Regions from separate parts of the Mus musculus genome. Here regions 1, 3, 4, 5, 6 and 7 are each linked to region 2. Evidence: chromatin contacts called from public ChIA-PET, HiChIP or PLAC-seq and promoter capture Hi-C data. All regions are on one chromosome and are shown on one strand. Each heading gives the region's core, a stretch centred on a gene start, on an enhancer-like site or on the middle of the called end of the contact. The rest is flanking DNA. Distances are from core to core; before and after follow the strand shown.

The links. Promoter capture Hi-C pulls out the DNA fragments that hold promoters and counts their contacts. ChIA-PET counts read pairs in DNA pulled down with a chosen protein or histone mark. HiChIP or PLAC-seq counts read pairs in DNA pulled down with a chosen protein or histone mark. Capture Hi-C pulls out chosen DNA fragments and counts their contacts.
Region 1: a contact with region 2 is called in an H3K27ac HiChIP or PLAC-seq map of microglia, with 7 times the contacts expected there. The contact joins the promoter of Plekho1 here to the promoter of Ctss in region 2. A contact is called at or near these places in 1 of 39 promoter capture datasets (liver), 3 of 115 datasets of contacts at active chromatin or transcription factors (bone marrow-derived macrophages, microglia and pancreatic cancer cells) and 1 of 9 other capture datasets (adipose tissue).
Region 3: a promoter capture Hi-C map of adipose tissue shows a contact between it and region 2. The contact joins the promoter of Vps72 here to the promoter of Ctss in region 2. A contact is called at or near these places in 1 of 115 datasets of contacts at active chromatin or transcription factors (microglia) and 1 of 9 other capture datasets (adipose tissue).
Region 4: a promoter capture Hi-C map of hematopoietic stem and progenitor cells shows a contact between it and region 2, with 2.7 times the contacts expected there. The contact joins the enhancer-like site here to the promoter of Ctss in region 2. A contact is called at or near these places in 3 of 39 promoter capture datasets (hematopoietic stem and progenitor cells and liver), 1 of 484 Hi-C or Micro-C datasets (B cells), 1 of 115 datasets of contacts at active chromatin or transcription factors (microglia) and 1 of 9 other capture datasets (liver).
Region 5: a contact with region 2 is called in an H3K27ac HiChIP or PLAC-seq map of microglia, with 8 times the contacts expected there. The contact joins the enhancer-like site here to the promoter of Ctss in region 2. A contact is called at or near these places in 6 of 39 promoter capture datasets (hippocampal neurons, liver, neutrophils and 2 more), 3 of 115 datasets of contacts at active chromatin or transcription factors (embryonic stem cells, memory CD8 T cells and microglia) and 1 of 9 other capture datasets (embryonic stem cells).
Region 6: a contact with region 2 is called in an RNA polymerase II ChIA-PET map of memory CD8 T cells, with 29 read pairs. The contact joins the enhancer-like site here to the promoter of Ctss in region 2. A contact is called at or near these places in 6 of 39 promoter capture datasets (cranial neural crest, frontonasal cranial neural crest, hematopoietic stem and progenitor cells and 3 more) and 2 of 115 datasets of contacts at active chromatin or transcription factors (embryonic stem cells and memory CD8 T cells).
Region 7: an RNA polymerase II ChIA-PET map of memory CD8 T cells shows a contact between it and region 2, with 7 read pairs. The contact joins the promoter of Tnfaip8l2 here to the promoter of Ctss in region 2. A contact is called at or near these places in 1 of 39 promoter capture datasets (the C10 cell line) and 2 of 115 datasets of contacts at active chromatin or transcription factors (embryonic stem cells and memory CD8 T cells).

The regions. Positions count from the first base shown.
Region 1 is chr3:95,994,537-95,997,236 of GRCm38.p6, reverse strand. It overlaps Plekho1 (pleckstrin homology domain containing, family O member 1), which reads left to right and starts at 1,398. Exons shown (of 6, transcript NM_023320.2): 1 at 1,398-1,466; 2 at 1,569-1,715. The coding sequence starts at 1,440.
Region 2 is chr3:95,525,400-95,528,099 of GRCm38.p6, reverse strand. Ctss (cathepsin S) reads right to left here and starts at 1,314. Exons shown (of 8, transcript NM_021281.3): 1 at 1,175-1,314. The coding sequence starts at 1,200.
Region 3 is chr3:95,109,757-95,112,456 of GRCm38.p6, reverse strand. Vps72 (vacuolar protein sorting 72) reads right to left here and starts at 1,415. Exons shown (of 6, transcript NM_009336.2): 1 at 1,243-1,415. The coding sequence starts at 1,359.
Region 4 is chr3:95,971,673-95,974,446 of GRCm38.p6, reverse strand. No RefSeq gene overlaps it. Among named protein-coding and RNA genes, the nearest start is that of Gm9054, 12 kb to the left of the region's middle. Within about 2 kb of position 1,401, at least 150 of the 459 cell types and tissues checked have an H3K27ac peak or open chromatin away from gene starts, as enhancers often do. A contact at or near this core is called in B cells, hematopoietic stem and progenitor cells and microglia, where this site is marked.
Region 5 is chr3:95,949,964-95,952,779 of GRCm38.p6, reverse strand. No RefSeq gene overlaps it. Among named protein-coding and RNA genes, the nearest start is that of Anp32e, 22 kb to the right of the region's middle. Within about 2 kb of position 1,474, at least 443 of the 459 cell types and tissues checked have an H3K27ac peak or open chromatin away from gene starts, as enhancers often do. A contact at or near this core is called in embryonic stem cells, hippocampal neurons, liver and 5 more, where this site is marked.
Region 6 is chr3:96,030,687-96,033,386 of GRCm38.p6, reverse strand. It overlaps Vps45 (vacuolar protein sorting 45), which reads left to right. Exons shown (of 15, transcript NM_013841.3): 12 at 501-608; 13 at 2,260-2,381. Among named protein-coding and RNA genes, the nearest start is that of Vps45, 26 kb to the left of the region's middle. Within about 2 kb of position 1,251, at least 81 of the 459 cell types and tissues checked have an H3K27ac peak or open chromatin away from gene starts, as enhancers often do. A contact at or near this core is called in hematopoietic stem and progenitor cells, memory CD8 T cells and pre-B cells, where this site is marked.
Region 7 is chr3:95,140,790-95,143,622 of GRCm38.p6, reverse strand. It overlaps Tnfaip8l2 (tumor necrosis factor, alpha-induced protein 8-like 2), which reads left to right and starts at 1,269. Exons shown (of 2, transcript NM_027206.3): 1 at 1,269-1,308.

The sequences.
Region 1 (2,700 bases), core at 149-2,648, 470 kb before region 2:
TGATGGCCTGGCCTACAGAGTGAGTTCCAGGACAGTCATGGCTACACAGAGAAACCCTGTCTAGGAAAAAAACCAAAACCAAAACAAACAAACAAACAAAAAAGACCTTGTCTTATTAAAAAATAAAGACAAAATAATCCAAAGCATTCTTACCTGCTCAGCCAACAAGTTCCCAAAAGCTCATTCCCTCAGCTGTGCCCTCATGCTAGTACATAGGCTCCCTCCTAAAGCCTTTCTCAGTCATTTCTTTGCCCTTTAAACAGGCCAGTACCAAACAGAGATGAGGAGGAGATAGTCTGTAAAGTGTGCTGTGTGTGTAGGGGGTAGTCTGCAAAGTGTGCTGTGTACACGTGTACAAAGTCTAAAAGGCAGACCCGGGTTAGAAAACCTCTATGCTAACTCATGTAACAGCAGTGTGTCAGTTTGAGCATGACAAATGGTTCCCTGTGCTGGACTGATCTTTTCCCAAGGGATAATATCCTCACTCTTATATGCCTTACAAAATGGTACTCGACATTCTAAAGTGCCAATATAAGAGCATTTTGAAAGCATAAAGTTCTGTATCCACCTGAAATAGAAGTCAATTATATGGCTAGTGAGATTGCAGGACTGGGAAGCACGGTGGGTCTAAGAAGAGGTATCTTTCTTGATAAATTCTCTCCCAAAAAGCCCAAACATCCTCCACTCCTCAAACCACAAACTTACCAACACTTCATCTTGGACGTCTCTGGGAAAAAATAATTCCCCTGCTCTGGGCTTTACTCATTCGTGGTGGTTGTGTTTACCATACACCAGGTTTATTAGCTTACTGTCTGGTAGTAATTGAACCTAAAAGACACAGTTGGGTCCTCGCGGGCTTTCATGGGTCAGCTGATCCTCCTTTTACCAGGTAGGGGAACAGAGACCCAGGAGTGGTGAGGAAAGCCGCGCTCAAACTTGGGCTCCCTCCAAGCCACATCAGAAACACAGGACTCAGAAGAGCTCGCGGTCCGAGCGTCCTCCGGGCCTCCCCGCCGCTGCACGCGTGTTTACCGCAGGCCTCGCGGGGCGCTCACGTCCGCCCGGCAGTAGGTCGAGAGTGGAGACTCCCGGGGCTCCGCCAGCCGGAGTCTGCGGGTCCGAGGCGGCCGCTCTCCCACGGCGCCTCCGCTCCATCCCGCTCGCCACGCCTCGGGCCCGCCCCCACCGCCGCGCCTCCCGGTTATCCGCTCGCGCCTCCGCCGGGTGCCGGGTCGGAAACAAAGGCGGGGGGCGGGGAGCGCACGGCGGCGGCGCCGCGGTCCGCCCTTCATTCGGAGCCCGCGACGTCAGCGGCGGTGGCCGGGGCCGGTGCGGCGGGGGCGGGCATGGGCGACGGGGGCGGCGGGGGCAGCGGGGGCCCGGCCTGCGGCTAGCACGAGCCGCCGAGCGAGCAGCGGGCGCGGCCGCCCGATCCCGCCATGAAGAAGAGCGGCTCCGGCAAGCGGGTGAGTGCGCGGCGCGCGGACAATGGGGCTGGGGCTGGCGGGGGGGGCGGGGAGGGCGCAGAGACCAGTCTGAGCCGCCGCTCCTCGTCTCGCCCCGGGCAGGGGCCTCCGGATGGAAACCATCAGTCTGCGGCGCCCGAGAAGGTCGGCTGGGTCCGGAAATTCTGCGGGAAAGGGATTTTCAGGGAGATTTGGAAAAACCGCTATGTGGTGCTGAAAGGCGACCAGCTCTACGTCTCCGAGAAGGAGGTAGGCGCCCGCCCTTGCGCGAGCCGTCGGGACCCTGTCCCCACGGCGGCTAGTTCTCCGGCTTGCCCCGCCTCCATCTCTGCAAGTTCAGGGGTCGCAAAAGTCCTGTGTCTGCAGAAAAAAGTCACCCCCGAGTGAGAGAACCTGAGTGGGGTTTAGGAGTTTACTTATTTGATGTGCCTTTGCGGACACCTTTCTCAGAAGTTCTGACATCCGCCGCCTCTCCCTCTATTCTGGCCCCCTAAAATACGGTTGGGGGTTTTGGTGGGGTTTGTTTTTGTTACACACTGGTATTCGTATCCCTCGATCCTTCCTGTCTTCCCCACCCCAGCCCACCACTCTCTCCGTTCCTGCGGGGGTTGGGAGGGAGGAGGGCATATGTAGGTCCCCTGAGTAGCACAGTCTCCCTAAATCATAGAAAACACAACTTGGAGGCAGTCTCTGGGACCAGGGGTAGAGCAGCGGTGAATGCCGGATTCTTGTAGGAGCTAGCATCCTGAACCAGGCTTGTTCCTCACCGTCCACTCCACTTAAAGGGTAAAAAGAAAAAAGAAAAAAAAAATTCAAGGAACTCATATTCTGCCCATCTTTATTTGTAGACAGGGGGAATGGAGTTAGGACTGTGAGCGCCTGTGTGTGTGTCTCCATGGCTTTGGCTCTGTAGTTTTACAGGAAACCACAGCCCGGCACATGGGGTCAGAATATAAAGCCAGGTCGTGGAATCCAGATCCCTTCCCCCTTTGTGAAGCCCCAACTCTTGACTCAATAACAAGAATGCTGAGAAACTGAACTTGCTTCCCTGTGACTGTCTGATCATGGTGGCCTGTTCCTGTCCCTTTCAGACTGGCCCTTCCTCCCTTGCCTGCCCTCACCCAAAACCAACCGAGTGGGAAGCCCTCCCTTAGCTCTAACCTGTTCTGCTTTTGTCACTAGACACTTGTTTTCTGCCCTTGTATTTGGGTAAATAAAGCCTTTTATGGTGTCG
Region 2 (2,700 bases), core at 65-2,564:
CCCTGTCTCGAAAAACCAAAAATAATAAAAAAATTAAATCACCACAACATAGTGTGTGGGTGGGTGGGGTGGGGGGTGTATGGCAACACTACATAGCACCTCATTAATATGTATAGTTACTCTCCTCTCTTAAATTGGTTAAAATTTAATTTCAAAACTAAGCCAGGTACAATGGTGGATACCTATAGTCCCATCTTCAGAAGCCAACGCAGGAGGACTGTCAACAGGGAGTTCCAGGCCTGTCCAGGCAACACAGAGAAGGCTGGGGATGCAGCGCCACGTCTGACACTCGTCTAGTATGGGTGAGACCCTTGGCCTGAGCGTGAACACCAAAGTAATACAAACAACCAAGCAGCTCAACCTTCTCTCTCAAATAACCGTGCTCGCCTTCAGAGAAGCTAAAGGACAACCCAGCTCTTAGATTTGTACACCCTTGGGTTATTTTCCTTTTTCACATTTCTCCCCAACAAATCAAATATCTGTTTCAGAGGAGATACCCCAAACAGGCTTCTCACCAGGTGTGGTGGCCCACGCTTGTGATCCCAGCACTCAGGAGGCAGAGGTGAGGCAGGAGGAGCACTGTAAGTTTGAGGCCAGCCTGGTCTTCATATCGAGTTCTAAGGCCGCCAAATTTAAGAGGTGAGGCCCAGCCTCTAAAAAACACAGCTGATGCCCGCTCCGTTCCTATATTTAACAGAAATTCAGTAGTTGCCTGAAACTGGATTTATTATTATTGTTTTTGTTGTTGTTATTATTATTTTAGTTTTTTGAGATAGTGTTTCTCTGTGTATCCCTGGCTGTAGCTGGCCTCAAACTCAGAGATCTGCCTGCCTCTGCCTTCGGAGTGCTGGGATTAAAGGGGTGAAGCGCCACTCCTCGGCTGAAACTGAATTTTTTAAATGGTGTGAGCCTTCAGCTCATGCTTCACAGGAGCCCAGGTTTAAATCTCACCGCATCCACATACAACACAGTTATCACACAGTTAAGCCAACAAGAATCTCTCAAACAGACTCTCCCTAATCAGAAAAACAAGAGGCGAATGGGCGGCATGATTTTTGTTTTCAGCTTACTTCCTGAAAGCAAAGATTTAAAATCCCAGCGGCCTGACTGATGAAAAGATAGAGCATGTTTAAGGCCATATATGAAGAAAACAAAAGAAGCAGACAGTACATACATGGCAGCGTGGCCAGGAGCCCTCATGGTCATCCTGAAGTGTGGTGCTCACTCCAAAGATGTCCCTGGCAGCAGGAGGCTGCTTGAAATGACTCTAAAAAGAAATCGGAGCTTGTCACATGAAGCATCCACAATGAGGAAGTGAACTTTCATTTCGGTTTCATTTAAAGACTTATGAGAACAGCTGCCTCCGCCCTCTCCTTCTCACCTTGGGACAGTTTGTGTGTAATGAGCTGCCCAGAGGGCTCCATGGTAGAGGCCATCAATAGAATGACCTCAGCAGAGAACAGGACAAAGTTTTCCTCCAACCCTGTGTCATTTTGGTGGTCCATTTTATTCACATCGGTTCTGAGATGGAAACATTTAGTTATAAAGACATTTGGATCAGGCGCCTCAAATCTCAGGTTGCTACATGATTCCCTAGGAAGCCCTGTCTTATCCTTTAACACAAGTCATGTATGACTTATTGTGTCTAATACTCACTCATCAGTTCCTTTGTTTTAGTTCAAAGGATCTTAACACACACACACACACACACACACACACACACAGAGTTATACACATACACTTATACACACAGTTCTATCACATAGTTATCTCTCACAAACATACAATTATACACACATGGTTATCTCACATATTCACACACAGTTATACACATACATTCATCCATACATATGGTTATTATGCACATATTCACAGTTAATCTCACACATAGTTATACATATACAGCACAGTTATCACACAGTTATACCCACATGCACACATATACAGTTACACACACACTTACTCACACCAGGATATACACCCAACTGCCACTGTGGTCTTCTAGGCACAGCTGGGGTAAAATGAACTATTGGTTTTTAAACCTGAATCTTTATTAATCACCAATGAAAATGGGCATCTCTCCCATGTTTTTGACCACTGAGTTTTCTGAGGATTGCATTTTCAATTATTTTGCTCATGTTTCTAGTGTATTTATCGGTTTTCTTGGTGATCTGCAGGGCCTGTTTTTACTGTTCTGGCTAGCAGTCTCTGGTGGTGCCGTACACTCCGCCTGCCTTCTCACAGTTCTCCATTGGTTTTTTTCTTTGTTTGTTTGTTTGTTTTTACTTTGCTTATACTGATTTTTTTTTTTTACTGAAAATTTAAAATGCTGAAATAGAACATCTGGCCAGGTATAGTGCTAGTCTCAGGCCAGCCTGGGTTACATAAAACCTTGTCCTCAAAATACAAAACAAGAAGGCAGTGAGGTGAGGAACTCCTGTTTCAATAATCTCCTGGAACTGCCAACTTGTTTCATTTATGCTCCCATTTCCCAGATTATTTCGAAATAATTCCTAGATCTCATGTGTAATATGTTTCATATGAAAATGTTTCAAGTGTTTATCTATTTTTACAATTATTGTGTGTGTGTCGGGGGGGGGGGAACCAGTGTCATGCTGCTAGGGACAGAATTCAGGCGTGGTGGCAAGTACCTTTGCCTGCTAACCCATCTTGTACACCCTCATGTGTATATTTTAAAAA
Region 3 (2,700 bases), core at 166-2,665, 420 kb after region 2:
TCCTATGATGAAAAGAGAGACTGAACTCCTACAAGTTGCCTCTGGTCTCCATATGCAGACACACAAACATAATACAATTTAAAAAACAAAACACAAACCTCTCACCTGTTATCTTGAACTTAAGTCTTTATCGTACAGTATCTAAGCTGACTAGGATCCCAGACAGTTGCCCTGCAAGGTAGGGCTTGTTTTTATTTACTGCCAGGGGCCAGTAATCCAGGATCTAGGACTCATTTTCTAGGCTAGTGATATACTACTGAGCTACAAACTATATTTCCATCCTCAGGGAAGTTTTTAATGTTTCCAAGGAATCCACCACAACCATTTAATTACATATAGTATGCTGATCTGGTTGTACAACATATATTCAATCACTGAACAGCTTCTATTAACAAAAATTTAGCCAAATGTCAGCCTTGTTTGTAAAAAAAAGACCGAATTCTGTTACAGACCTTAAAACCAACCAGAAAATGAGACATAAACCAAATCTAACTGTAAACTGAAATTTTGTTTCTATGATGGAAATAAATGGGGATTCTCTTAGTCGATAAAGGGTCACCTAAGAAAACAGTAAGCTATGATTTGAAAGCTGAAAACGAGAGTGTGCTAACTTTTTTGTTTTTTTTTTTTTTTTTTTGGTTTTTTTTTTTTTTGGTTTTTCGAGACAGGGTTTCTCTGTATAGCCCTGGCTGTCCTGGAACTCACTTTGTAGACCAGGCTGGCCTCGAACTCAGAAATCCGCCTGCCTCTGCCTCCCGAGTGCTGGGATTAAAGGCGTGCGCCACCACGCCCGGCGGAGAGTGTGCTAATTAAGTTTGTTTCTGGACAGGTTCCTTTTGGTAAATAACTCGGCAGCGGGACGAGAAAACTTCAAAGCCGACAAAGACACAGACACTGATACGCACACACACTCCTCCAGACTCCGCCATCCAGCCAGGAGCGTACAAGAAAATTGTAAAGCCGATAAACACACACACACACACACACACACACACACACACACTCCGAAGAAAATTGCAAAGCCGACAAAGACACAGACACAAACACACATGCGCGCACACACACACGCACACAGAGGCACATACACACGCGCGCGCACACACACACAAAGTCCCCTCCACTCCGCCGTCCAGCCCGGAGCGCCTTTCCGAGCCTTTCTCAATCCCCGCCCCCTTCCTCTTTGTCCAGGGTTTTCCCTTCTCCTCGCCTCTCTCTTTCCCTCTTCCTGGGCCCGGCTCTTGCCTCGGTGAAACCCCCGTAAGTTGTCTGGTAGAACTCATCTTCCTCCTCTGCTTCCAGGAGCCCAGAAAGCCGGTTCCCAGCGGTTTTCCGTGGGGCCCGGCCCCCAGCCAAACTCATACCGCCTACAGCGACTGCGCTGCCGCCTTCAGCCCCTGGCCCAGCTCGGGGTTCTCGCAGATCGGCACTCGACACTATTACCTGCGGGCGACCGTCAATGACGGAAGTTCAGCGTCTGCAAGCAAAAGCAGCCGAGCGTCGAGAGGTCCTAGTTATTTTCACCTTAAGTCTCTTTGTGGCTGGTGGCTGCTGTGGCCACTCATAGGCAGCGCCTAGGGCACAGTACCAGGGTTCCTCCTCCTTACCTAGATATTTTGTTTGTTTTTCTACAGACAGGATCACACTTTACAGTCCTGGCTGGCCTGGAGCTACCTGTGTAAAGCAAGCTGCCCTCGAACTCAGAGATCTTCCTGCCTCTGCCTCCCGGTGATGGAATTAAAGGTGTGCGCCAAGTAGGCCTGCCTCATAGCAAACTCCTTTCCCTTCTCCGCTCCTACTTTTTTTTTTTTTTTAAGATTTATTTATGCTAGGCAGTGGTGGCGCACGCCTTTAATCCCAGCTCTTGGGAGGCAGAGGCAGGTGGATTTCTGAGCTCAAGGCCAGCCTGGTCTACAGAGTGAGTTCCAGGACGGCCAGGGCTATACAGAGAAAAGCTGTCTCAAAAAAAAAAAGTATGTATGTATGTATGTACTTATTTATTTATTTAATATGAGTACACTATTGTTGTCTTCAGACACACTGGGAGAGGGCACCGACAGCTCTTTCAGAGATCCTGAGTGAATTCAATTTCCAGCAACCACATGGTGGCTCACAACCATCTGTAATGGGATCTGATGTCCTCTTCTGGTGTTTCTGAAGACAGCTACAGTGTACTCATATACATAAAATAAATAAATAAATCTTTTTAAAAATTGTATGACTTTTTTTTTTAACTATGTGTTTGTGTTCATGTGTGTGAGCATGTACCACTGCACTGGTGTGGAGGTCAGAAGACAAATGTGCAGGAACTGGCTCTCCACGTTTACTGTGTGGAATCTGGGGTCAAAGTCAGGTCACCAGGCTTGATGGCAGGCTCCTCTATCTGCTGAGTTTTGGTTTTGGAGACTGGTTCTCTATGTACTCCAAGCTTGCCAGTCTCATAGACTGGTCTGCTATGGTCTTCTCCGTGTTTCATGCTACTAGGTTAAGGGAAGAGTTTGTTTTTGTTTTTGTTTTGGAGTGTGTGTGTGTGTGTGTGTGTGTGTGTTTCCCCCTCTTTGCTGGGAATGGAACCCAAGGTCTCAGGAACTCTAGAAAAGCATTCTACTACAAAGGTACATCCCAAGTGAGGCCAAGGATTGTATCTGTCTATACTACGAATGTGAATGCCTGCAATAGGCTAGGTTTAGGTAAACAATGAAA
Region 4 (2,774 bases), core at 152-2,651, 450 kb before region 2:
GCCCTGATTTATGGAGAGGGAAGGAAGCTCCCTATCTAAAACCAGGAACGTGTTTGGTGTAAGACAACTTGTGCGAGACCTCCCAGTCCCAAGCTTTCTATCTCCTCTGTCCTCTGATCTCCTGATCCTCTCTCTCAGAACTGTGTCACTGAAGGAAGGCTTGCTGGTCCAGGTCATAACACATACGTATTTGCTTGAATTTTCCTCTATCAGCCACAAGGCAACTTCAACCAGTCAAATACCACCAATGACTGGCTCTCCTTTTAGAGTCTAATGCTCTATGTAACCTGGAGTAAGTGCTCTTCCCGGACTTGGAGCTCCCTTTAGAGCAGTGGTTCTCAGCCTTCCTACTGCTGCGACCCTTTAACACAGCTCCTCGTGCTGCTGTGACCCCCAACCATAACCTTATTTTCCTTGCTACCCCTTAACTGTAATTTTGCGGCTGAGTAGTGTCTCAACCCCGAAGGCCATTTTTCAGCGACTGGGTTCTGAGAGAGAGAAGACCTGGAGATCAGAAGATAAAGAGTCTAGAGGACAGAGAAGATAGGAAAGTTTGGTTTTCGGAGGTTTGACTACTCTGTCTTCCCTGCGACCCACAGGTTGAGAACCTGTGCTTTAGCGTAAGGCTCAGTACTCGTCAGTGTGTTCCCAGGCTCTGAATTCAAAGCACAGGGCCTCAGGCCACATTGTTTCTCAAGTCTGACACATCCTAAAATCTCTACTAATGCCCGAGAGGTAACTGTGCTTCCCCAGCCTTTATCAGATCACTGTGTATTCCCTAGGAAGACAGTCTCGGAGCCTCTGGATGGCTCAGCACTGCACTGATGCCAAGTTAATAACTTTAAATCTTGGGAAAGCTGGTCTTTGGTGTAGATTTAAATCTCTCCAGACGAATCTTCAAGAAAACCAAGGAACCAGCAGAATTGGTTTTAAAGCGTTGCCTTCCCCTCCACTGCTGCCTCGGCCCAGACATCGGTTCTCACAAGCGCAGCGTCGGGGACCCCAGCTTCCATGCAGTTAAGTCCAGTGAGCGTGGGAACCATCGCTTGACCCCCAAAGGCGCAAGAAAACAGAAACAAACAAAAGCAAATACCTTTTGAGAATTTCGTTTGAAGCACCAAGTGTAACGGAGGGCGGGGGATGATTTCTGAGATTAGGGGGTGTTGGGGGGGTGCAGAACTGTGGAGAGCGGTTTCGGAAGGGCGCCGCATACCAGACAATGAGCTACAAGAGCCTCGGGCTGTGGCCTCAATGAGGCCTTTCAGCAGCCCCACACTGCCTCGCTTGTTCCCCTAGAGGGGCGCTTTCTGGAAGCTAAGCCCTCAGCTGGCAAGAGCAGGGACCCCTGTGCCATTTGTCTGTCAACTTCTTTAGAAGGCGAAGCCTCCCGTACAGCTGTCTCGCTTCGCATTTCCTTTCTGCGCTTGGATGCTCGCGGTGACAGACGGAGGCGGCGGCAAATGAGGGGCCCTGTAAAACCGCAAGGAAAGAAAAAGTCTAAAGTGCCCCAGGTTCCCGCTTGCGGCTGTTGGAGAAAGCCTCGCCCCTCAGAGAAACCAGGACTAATTAAGAGGGAGAAAGGAAAAGCTAAGCCAGGTCTCAGCACTGGAAATCAGTAGGATGCTCCCCAGAGCCTAGAAGCACCAAAAACTTCAAAACCAAATAAGAAGCGCCTGTGGTCTACCCGCCCTTTCCAAAATTTAAAAATAGGAATCTTTTAGAGGGTGAATTTCACCTCAACAACTTAATTTCTTTAAATCTTTTCACCTTTAACCAAGTCTGTTGACATTACTACCCAAAATGATCCAGACTGACAAATATCTCTACATGCAGTTTCCCCAAAATTTGTTTTGTTGTTGTTGTTGTTTGTTTGTTTTTTGAGGGTCTTTTTTTTTCTTGTTTTACTACACTTCTTGAGCGTACCCCACATAGTTTTTACAGAGAATGTATCTCCATGCTTCCTTTAACGGCTTGGTAAGAACAGCTTGGCCCGGGCGAGCACACCCGGAAGACGTCAGCACGCCTAAGAAGAACTGAAACTCAATGTTTTCCACAAACAACAAGTTTCAAAAATTAGACTTGACTGTTGAAAATAAGCACCTTAGGGGATGTTATTTTAAAAGCATGCCAACGTTGGTTTTTTGTTTGTTTGTTTGTTTGTTTGTTTGGGGAGATGGGGGCGGTGCGGTATGACAGTCACGTTCATGTAACCCAAGCTGGCTCTACCTTACTTTGTAACTGAGGATGGTCGGAACCCACGACCCTCGGGAGTCACAGGCACACAATACCAGTTCTGGCTAGCACTGTTCCTTTAAGAAAGAAGAAAAAAGTAATAGTTTGATGAATTCTAATGATTTAGTGAAAAAAAAAATTAAGCTTAGTCCTAAAATGTGATATAAAAATAATCAAATAGATTATCATAAAATGAGAACGTGCTCATCCTTAATAATAATTATAATAACCACATACTTTATCATAAAACAATATCTTTTGCATTCAATTTAGCTTTCTAACTAAGTGTGACAACCAGGAAATGGACTTGGCTATGCACTGTGGTAAGAGTTTAAATAAGAATGTACAATCTTCTATCAAGCAATTTACTAAGACACATTAAAAACTGTATTGAGGCTAGAAGGATGGTTCAGTGGTTAAGAGCATATACTACCTTTTCGGAGGACTCAGGTTGAGTTCCCAGCACCCACAGAGAGCCTCACAGTGACCTGGGGACCCAACACCTTCTTCTGGCCTCCTAGGGAGAGAGCTCTTACATGCAC
Region 5 (2,816 bases), core at 225-2,724, 420 kb before region 2:
TTATCTCAGCACCTGGGGAGGCAAGTGGCTATCCCAGTTCCAGGCCAGCCTGGTCTACAGATTGAATTCCAGAACAGCCAAGGATACAGAGATACAATGTCACAAAGTGGGCAAAAATCCAAGTGTTTTACCACCTCTCCTTCTTCAAATAGCAGGGACCAAACCACTAGCTTTGTGCTACACTCTGCTCCATCCTTGTCTGTTTGAGGATAGGACTGGCTATGTGGCCTAGGATGGCCTGCAGTCCAAGACCTTTTCCATGTTTCTCAGACCTCCAAAGAAACTTCTACTGTACAAAACAAACTGATGCAAACATTCTAAAGTGGTTCGTTGGTTCTAATAAAAAGGATTTAAGGATGATTTTACTTTGATACTTTTGACAAACTACCTTCAGCTGTGATTGACTAAAAGACGGAAAAATAAGTCCTAACTCTCTCTGTAATGGACCTTTACAAAGTCTCTCTGTTGGAATCACTCGTTCGGTAAAGAAAGAGCCTTCGTGTTTTTTGTTTGTTTGTTTTTTCGAAGCAGGATTTCTCTGTCCTGGAACTTACTTTGTAGACCAGGCTGGCCTCGAACTCAGAAAATCGCCTACCTCTGCCTCCCAAGTGCTGGGATTAAAGGCGTGCGCCACCAAGCCCTGCTGTCTTCCTGTTTTATGTGTAGTCTCGGAGTCGGTTTTCTTCAGTGCTTTCTCCCAGCACCTGCTCAACTTGACTGATGTAGTTTTAAGTTTTATCAATTAGCAGCAGTTCCAGGAGTAGGGAAAGGGGATGGATAGATAGGAGGGTTAGCTCCTGAGGACAAGGTCAGTGAAAAATGTGTACAAACAAGCTGGACAGTGGTGGCGCACGCCTTTAATCCCAGCACTCAGGAGGCAGAGGCAGGCGGATTTCTGAGTTCGAGGCTAGCCTGGTCTACAGCGTGAGTTCCAGCACTGGCTGCTCTTACAGAGGACCAATCCCCAGAGGCTCCCAAGCATCTGATACCTCCGAGGGCACCAGGCACACGAGTGATACACACACACACACACACACACACAAGACATTCATACACATAAAATCTAAATTAAAACAAACAAACAAACAAAAAAACTAGCCCTCACCGGGCAGTGGTGGCGCACGCCTTTAATCCTAGCACTTGGGAGGCAGAGGCAGGCGGATTTCTGAGTTCGAGGCCAGCCTGGTCTACAGAGTGAGTTTCAGGACAGCCAGGGCTACACAGAGAAACCCTGTCTCGAAAAAAAACCAAAAACAACAAAACAAAACTAGCCCTCATTTCTTTAGAAGACACATAACGTTGCTGTTTCCGATTACTGGCTAACCAGGGTTGGGCGATAGTCTTCAACATCAGGCTTTAGAATGATGCAACACTGAAATTGGGAATCATTAGGCAAACGTTGCGAGACCCGAAGGACAATGAACAGCGTAGAGGATCCCTGAGGTCCGTGATGCGGAAACTCCAGAGCCGTGCTTCCGGCGCGACTGCGCATGCACGGGAGCTCTGACAAGGGATGGGGCGGGGGTTGGGGGGGTGGTGGAGTGAGGCCGAGCCTCGTGACCAGAGCTGCGGCCCAGTGGAGTTTAGAAAGGCGTCCTTGTGATGGGATTCGGTCAGGTCGAGTCTGTCCCTTAGCCCCTGGGGCAACCGTGTCTCACTCCCAGGAGCCCAGGCCTGGCAGGTGCATCCGACGTAGTCGATCTGACGTCACATCCGCCTTCGCTAGCTCCGGAACGAGTGCTCGATTTGCAGTTCTGTCCTAAGTCCTGTTCTTGGCGGACCCCAGCAGGGCGCTCTGCTGTAGTAGCAGCAATTAGAAAACGGAAAATAAAGATTGGAAGCTCGGGATATGCCCAGGGACTGCGGCAGAGGACTGACTTCCAAAAGCATTTAGATAAATGGCATGACCTGTTCAAGCCTATCAAGACCCGATACGTGGCAGCACGCTGGCTCGACCCGGGGATCGCGGTGGGAAACGCGACCTTAGAAGAGTCTCCTTAAAAGTTGGCGTCTAGCGCAGCACCTCCTGCGAACTGCAGCCCGGGAACCCCATATTCCGATATATACAGCTTTATTACAAAATAAAATCTGTAAAATCTTATAGATGACTGTGAACATCCACTTCTGTATTTGCCAGGCACTGGCATAGCCTCATACAGCTATACCAGGGTCCCTTCAGCAAAATCTTGCTGGCATATGCAATAGTGCCTGGGTTTGGTGGCTGATTATGGGATGGATCCCCTGGTGGGGTAGTCTCTGGATAGTCCATCCTTTCATCTTAGCTCCAAACTTTGTCTCTGTAACTCCTTTCATGGGTATTTTGTTCCCTACTCTAAGGAAGAGTGAAGTATCCACCCATTGGTCTTCCCTCTTCTTGATTTTCTTGTGTTTTGCAAATTGTATCTTGGGTGTCCTATGTTTCTGGGCTAATATCCACTTATCAGTGAGTGCCCCCAATAGAGAAGCTAGAGAAAGCACCCAAGGAGCTGAAGGGGTCTGCAACAATAGGTGGAACAACAATATGAACTAACCAGTATCCCCAGAGCTCGTGTCTCTAGCTGCATATGTAGCAGAAGATGGCTTAGTCGGCCAACACTGGGAAGAGAGGCCCCTTGGTATTGCAAACTTTATATGCCCCAGTACAGGGGAATGTCAGGGCCAAGAATTGGAAGTGGGTGGGTAGGGAAGCAGGGCGGGGTGAGGGTATAGGGAACTTTCGGGATAGCATTTGAAATGTATATAAAGAAAATATCTAATAAAAAATCTGTAAAATCACTTGGAATTCGAATTTTTTAAAATTCTCATTGTTAATCTTA
Region 6 (2,700 bases), core at 2-2,501, 510 kb before region 2:
CTCCCTGGGAAAGCCTTTACCCAGCAGGGATGCGTGCCCCCCCCAATCCTGCAGAGATAGTGTTCCCCTTCTCTAGTTCCCCCTCCCTGTGTCCCCTTCCTGAAGCCATATGCCATTAAGGCAGAGTTGCATACAACAGGTGGTTAGGAGCAGCTGGATAATCTGGTGGGTGGGGCACACGCAGTCACAGAGGCCCGCAGAGAGGAGTCTTTAGCAAGGGCACAGCTGAGCTCCCTAATGGCAGTTGCTTGGCTCAGAGAACACTCACTCACAGCATAGCACAAAACCCAATCCCAAATTTATATAGTAAGCCCAAACCACAGAAGCCACGTCTGTTATAGTCTCAGCCCCAACAAAAAATACATCATATACTGTTTATTTACAAGGTGCACAGTTCCGTCCTCTCGTGTCTTCATTGCCCTAATAAAGTTATTTTTTATGAAATGAGCTTCCTGATACCTAAGCAATAAAAAGTTGTTTCTTCTTTTTTTCTTTTATAGCTTGTGTCGGCAGTTGTTGAATATGGTGGTAAACGGGTTAGAGGAAGTGACCTCTTCAGTCCCAAAGATGCTGTGGCTATTACCAAGCAGTTTCTCAAAGGACTGAAGGTATAGCTTTAGTCTGAGTGTGGCTGATATGATTCTAACAGTATATTCTGAATTGTAGAGCTATGTCCGCCCAGTGAATCCACAAAGGACAATTTCTTGAAACGCTGCCTCTGTGCTGTAGTGTGCCTGCACTGCCAGGGAGCCGAGCGGGACTGATGCAGTGACGGGTCACTTCCAGGAAGTGTGCACAGTTCTGCCAGTCACAGCTCTTTTTCCCGTGTTTGTAATTTAAACTGTATTAAGCTAGTGCTTGCGCTCACTCTCTCTCTCTCTCTCTCTCTCTCTCTCTCTCTCTCTGTGTGTGTGTGTGTGTGTGTGTGTGTGTGTGTGTTGGTGGTTTGTGGTTTTTCTGTTTTTTGGTTGGTTGGTTGGTTTTGTTTTTGAGGAGTCTCATGTAGGGCAGGCTGGTTTCAAACTCACTATGTAGCCAAGGATGACCTTGAATTTGTCCAGCTCCCAAGTTCTGGGTATACACCACTACAGCAAGTTTATGCTGTGCTGGGAATAGAATTCAAGGGTCTATGCATGATAAACAAAGTCTGCCAACTGAGCTGCACCTCAAGCCCACAAGCTTCTCTTTGAAGGAAATTCAAGAGAAAGCACAACCATCCGTTGCTGGGAAGTCAGTCACACAGACAGAGGACAACAATAAGTGTGGCTCACTTTCTCCACTCACTAGTGAAGTCTTGGCCACAGTTAAGATGGTCTTTCCATGTGAGGTAACATAATCAAGGCAATTCCTTACAGGCATGCCTAGAAGTCCATGGACCAGGTAATTCTAGAGTCTGCCAGGCTGACAGTGCCTTCACGGGGCTCTCGTAGGCCAGCTTTTTACTTGGTAGGAAGCTTTTCTGACGGCCCCCCCGTGTTCGTGGGGTGGGGGGCACTGTACCAGCGGCACCGCTTCTCTGGCCCCTGGCCTGTTCTTAGCTTTCCATGAGTTTCCTGGTGTTCTTCTACCCTATGGCTTACCAACTCTGCTACAGGCCTTTCTTTTTGTTTCACAAAGAATGAGATTCAGACAAGATAAAAGATTCCAGATTTTTAAATTCCTTGAAAAGTTTATTGAAGCCATATTGAAAATAACTAGCCTTAATTTAGTACTTTTTTAAAAAATTAGTACTTTTGTAAGATTGGAACAATTCTGTCTAATTAAAATAATTTTTACATATTCTAAAGTTCTAGACTGGGGAGATGGTTCACTCAGTGAAGTGATTGCTGCTCAAACTGGAGTTTAGATCCCCATCAAATACATAAAAGTCAAATACAGTGGTGTGTAACTGTACCCCACAGTGCTGAAGTGTGTGCATAGAAGGGGGAGGGGACCCCCTCAAGCTCTCTGGCCAGCCAGTCTAACCAAACCTGAGAGCTCTGGGTTCAAGAATAGAGCCTGTCTCGGAGATGATGGTGAAGAGGCACTGAGGAGAGCAGCCAGTGCTGACCTCTGACGTCCATGTGCGTGCACACACATCCACACCTTTACTTACACACAGACACAAATGTCCTGTTGGGGTCTGTTTGATTTCTATCCAGTTCCAGTTTGATTCTATCCCATAAGGCTTCCATTGAGTATATGTTCCTTTTCTGATGTATCATTACTGTCATATTGCTAGCTTCCCCAAATAACATGAGAACCATTTCCATATTTTAGGGAGTGGAAAATGTGTATACACAGCACCAGCCTTTCCTGCATGAGACCCTGGATCATCTCATCAAAGGAAGGCTTAAGGAAAACCTCTATCCTTATTTAGGCCCCAGCACACTCAGAGACAGGTAAGGTAACAAAGATTAGAAATAAAAACTAGGATCACAGAACAAGCCAGAGAAACTGGAAGTGCCCAAGACATCCAGATCTTGGCCTTAGAGAAACAACCTGCCATGTAGGGACAGTGGGCACTACTAAGAGCTGGGTTCCGAAGTCCTGTGATTGTAAAAACATCTGAATTCTGCCAACTGACTTATGCTTAAGATGGGGTCCTGGACTTAGCCTGATTCTCAGTTGGTAAATCTGTGAGCAGTGAACTGAGATCTAATCTATGCATGAACTTGGGACCTACAGAAACTACAGATCTACAGACTGTGTGTCTTTACG
Region 7 (2,833 bases), core at 20-2,519, 380 kb after region 2:
GGCAGGCAGATTTCTGAGTTTGAGGCCAGCCTAGTCTACAGAGTGAGTTCCAGGACAGTAGGACAGTCAGGGCTATACAGAGAAACCCTGTCTCAAAAAACCGAAAGAAAGAAAGAAAGAAAGAGAGAGAGAAATAAATAAATAAATAAATTGTTCTCTGGTCTACACACATGCACACACTAAATATGTTTTTAAAGACTTTTATTGTTTGTATGTATGTGTATTCTACATGTGTGTAGGTATCCAAGGAGACCAGAAGGTATTAGATCCACTGGAACTAACTAGTGGTTATGAACCACCAGATATAGGTGCTGGGAATAAAAGTCAGAACATCTGGAAGATCAGTGAGTCACTGAGCCATGGAGTCGCTGACTCCAGTCTCTGGAAGCCCCCAAATCAGTTTTTAAATCCCTGAATCCTAAGGCCTTTTTTTGGGTTCTCAATCTGTGCTGAAGAAAGCTATATAATTCACTCCTTTAAAGATTTGTGTGTCTGTGTGTGCCCAAGTGTATGTTCATGTACTGATTTATTCAGGTGACTCTGGAGGCCAGAAGAGAACACTGGAATTCCTGGAGCTGGAGTTGTGGGTGGTTTTTCCAAGACAAGAATTTTACTATGCAGCCCTGGCTGGCCTGGAGCTCACTCTGTAGACCAGGCTGGCCTTGAACTCAAAGATTGGATTGTCTCTGCCTCCAGAATGCTGGGATTAAAGGTGTAGTTTTGCCTCATTGGAGTCTACCCTCATTTATCAGGCCCTTTAAAGCTATTAAGCTCTGTACTCCAGCGTTTTGGCTCGATGCTGACACCTGCTGGTCACGCATGGCTCAGCAGCCCTAACCTTGGCACCTACCTCCTGCCTGCTCTGGCTGGGGCAGTCTGTGCCAATCTTACCTTCTAGGGCCTGAAGATGCTTGTATAATGCTGTTCTACTACACCACTCGATGATCTTTCAGTACTTCCCTCACTGTCTCTCACATTAAAATCTGGACTCTGCACGGTTTTCAGTACCACAAAAATATTAGGCAGCAAGAAAGAAGCAGACCTTTTATTAGGTGGAGGTGTGTAAATCCGTCCTTGCCACTTCAGAGTTGGTGCTTCCTACAGAATTCCATTCCTTTTGACCTTTGTCTTATTTCTAGGTGGCTCTTGGGACACTGGACTTCTTGGTGACAGTGATGATGAACCGGAGGTGGAGAGTAGATAGGCGGGGCCTGGGGTGGGGCTAGACCAAAGGGCCTCTTAGGAGCTTCTCCATTCTGTGAGCTCTCAGAAACATCCAAGGCCAGACTGGCACCCAGCACACGGCAGGTGAGAGTCTGGCAATGACAGAGGGTGGGTTTCGGGGTGACACTGACAGGATATCCTGACCCTTTCACCTTCACCTTTCTTTCTGTCTTGTGAAACTCTCGCTTGTAGAATTCTTGGGTCTCCCCCTCTCTCCCCAGAACCATTTTAGTGTATTTAGTGGATGGGGCAAGGCTGTCTGAGAGTGAGACCTGGCTTGGGATGGTGGCTGAGTCTAGAGCTGAGGGACAGAGATGCACATGGGGTAACGACTAGAGATTTAGAGATCTACAGTATCTTCGGACATGGAAGTACAGTGACGCAAAGTGAAAGAAACCTTTGCTAGGCTAGAGATTCATGAGGGTCACGTAGAGGCTGGGACAAAAAGAGCGAGTGACATAGCTACCCTGGGAGGACTGGGGACCTAGTTGGAGATGGCAAAGGGAGCAATAGAGAGCTGGGTAAGAGGAGGGCAGGTAGGGAAGGAAAGCGGGCCCCTATAGAAAAATCATCTCCAGTGTGAAAGATCCACAGGGCAAGGCAGAAACAAATCAAGATGGCAGGTTCCCATTGGAGTGATTCGGCTGCCGGAGAGAGCCCCCTGGCTGTCCTCCCTCTGAGAGGACTCCTATTTTCATTTGAGGGAGAGGGTGAGGTTGCTCCTTCATTGCGGTCACAGCCACATCCTGCAGAGCCGGGGAGGGGGAAGTAAGAAGCAAAACAACCAGAAGAAGCACAGTCAAGGCCCATGGTGAGAAGACCCTGTCCGTAGGCACAGGATATACCACCAAGAAGGCCTCGCTCTGCTCAGCCTAGCCAGCCTGAGACCACTACCTGCTGCCGCAGCCACCCTTCAAAAGAGCGCCCTCCTTGTTGGAGGGCGAATGTGGAGGGGTTATTTGACTTGTAGCCTATTTTTTCTCATAATTTGTGTCTGTTATTTATTATGTATATGTGTGAGTAGAGGCCAGAGGTGTTGGGTCTCCCTGGAGCTAAAGTTATAGGTGACTGTGAGCATCTGTTGTCTGAGAGTGTTGTCCCACTCCTTGAAGCCTGTTTTCATACTTACTAGGCCAAGTTGCTTAAGATCTCTTAGCTTTGCCCAGAGGTGGTGGCACATGCCTTTAATCCCATCACTTAGGAGGCAGAGGCAGGCAGATCTCAGTTCAAGGCCACCCTGGTCTACAGAGCGAGTTCTAGGACAGCCAGGGTTATACAGAGAAACTTTTGTCTTGAAAAAACAAAAACAACAAAAAAGAGTCCTTCAGTCTGAGATTTCTCTCTGTAAAACAGGGCTTGTCACCCATATGAAGTTGGTAAACCAAGACAGTTAATATCAAACACTTGGCACACAGTAGGTTCTTTAAAAAAAAAAAAGCCAAGTGTTCTATTTAAGATTCTGGAGACCCTATATCTCTCACTTCTTTTAAGACTTTATGGTACCCCCACTGACATGAGCTTTGGATCTCAAGCCTGGAAACAGAGGGGCGCTGTGCAAATTCCCTGTCGGTCGGCCGCCGCATAGCCCACTGCCCTGACTCCAGCCATG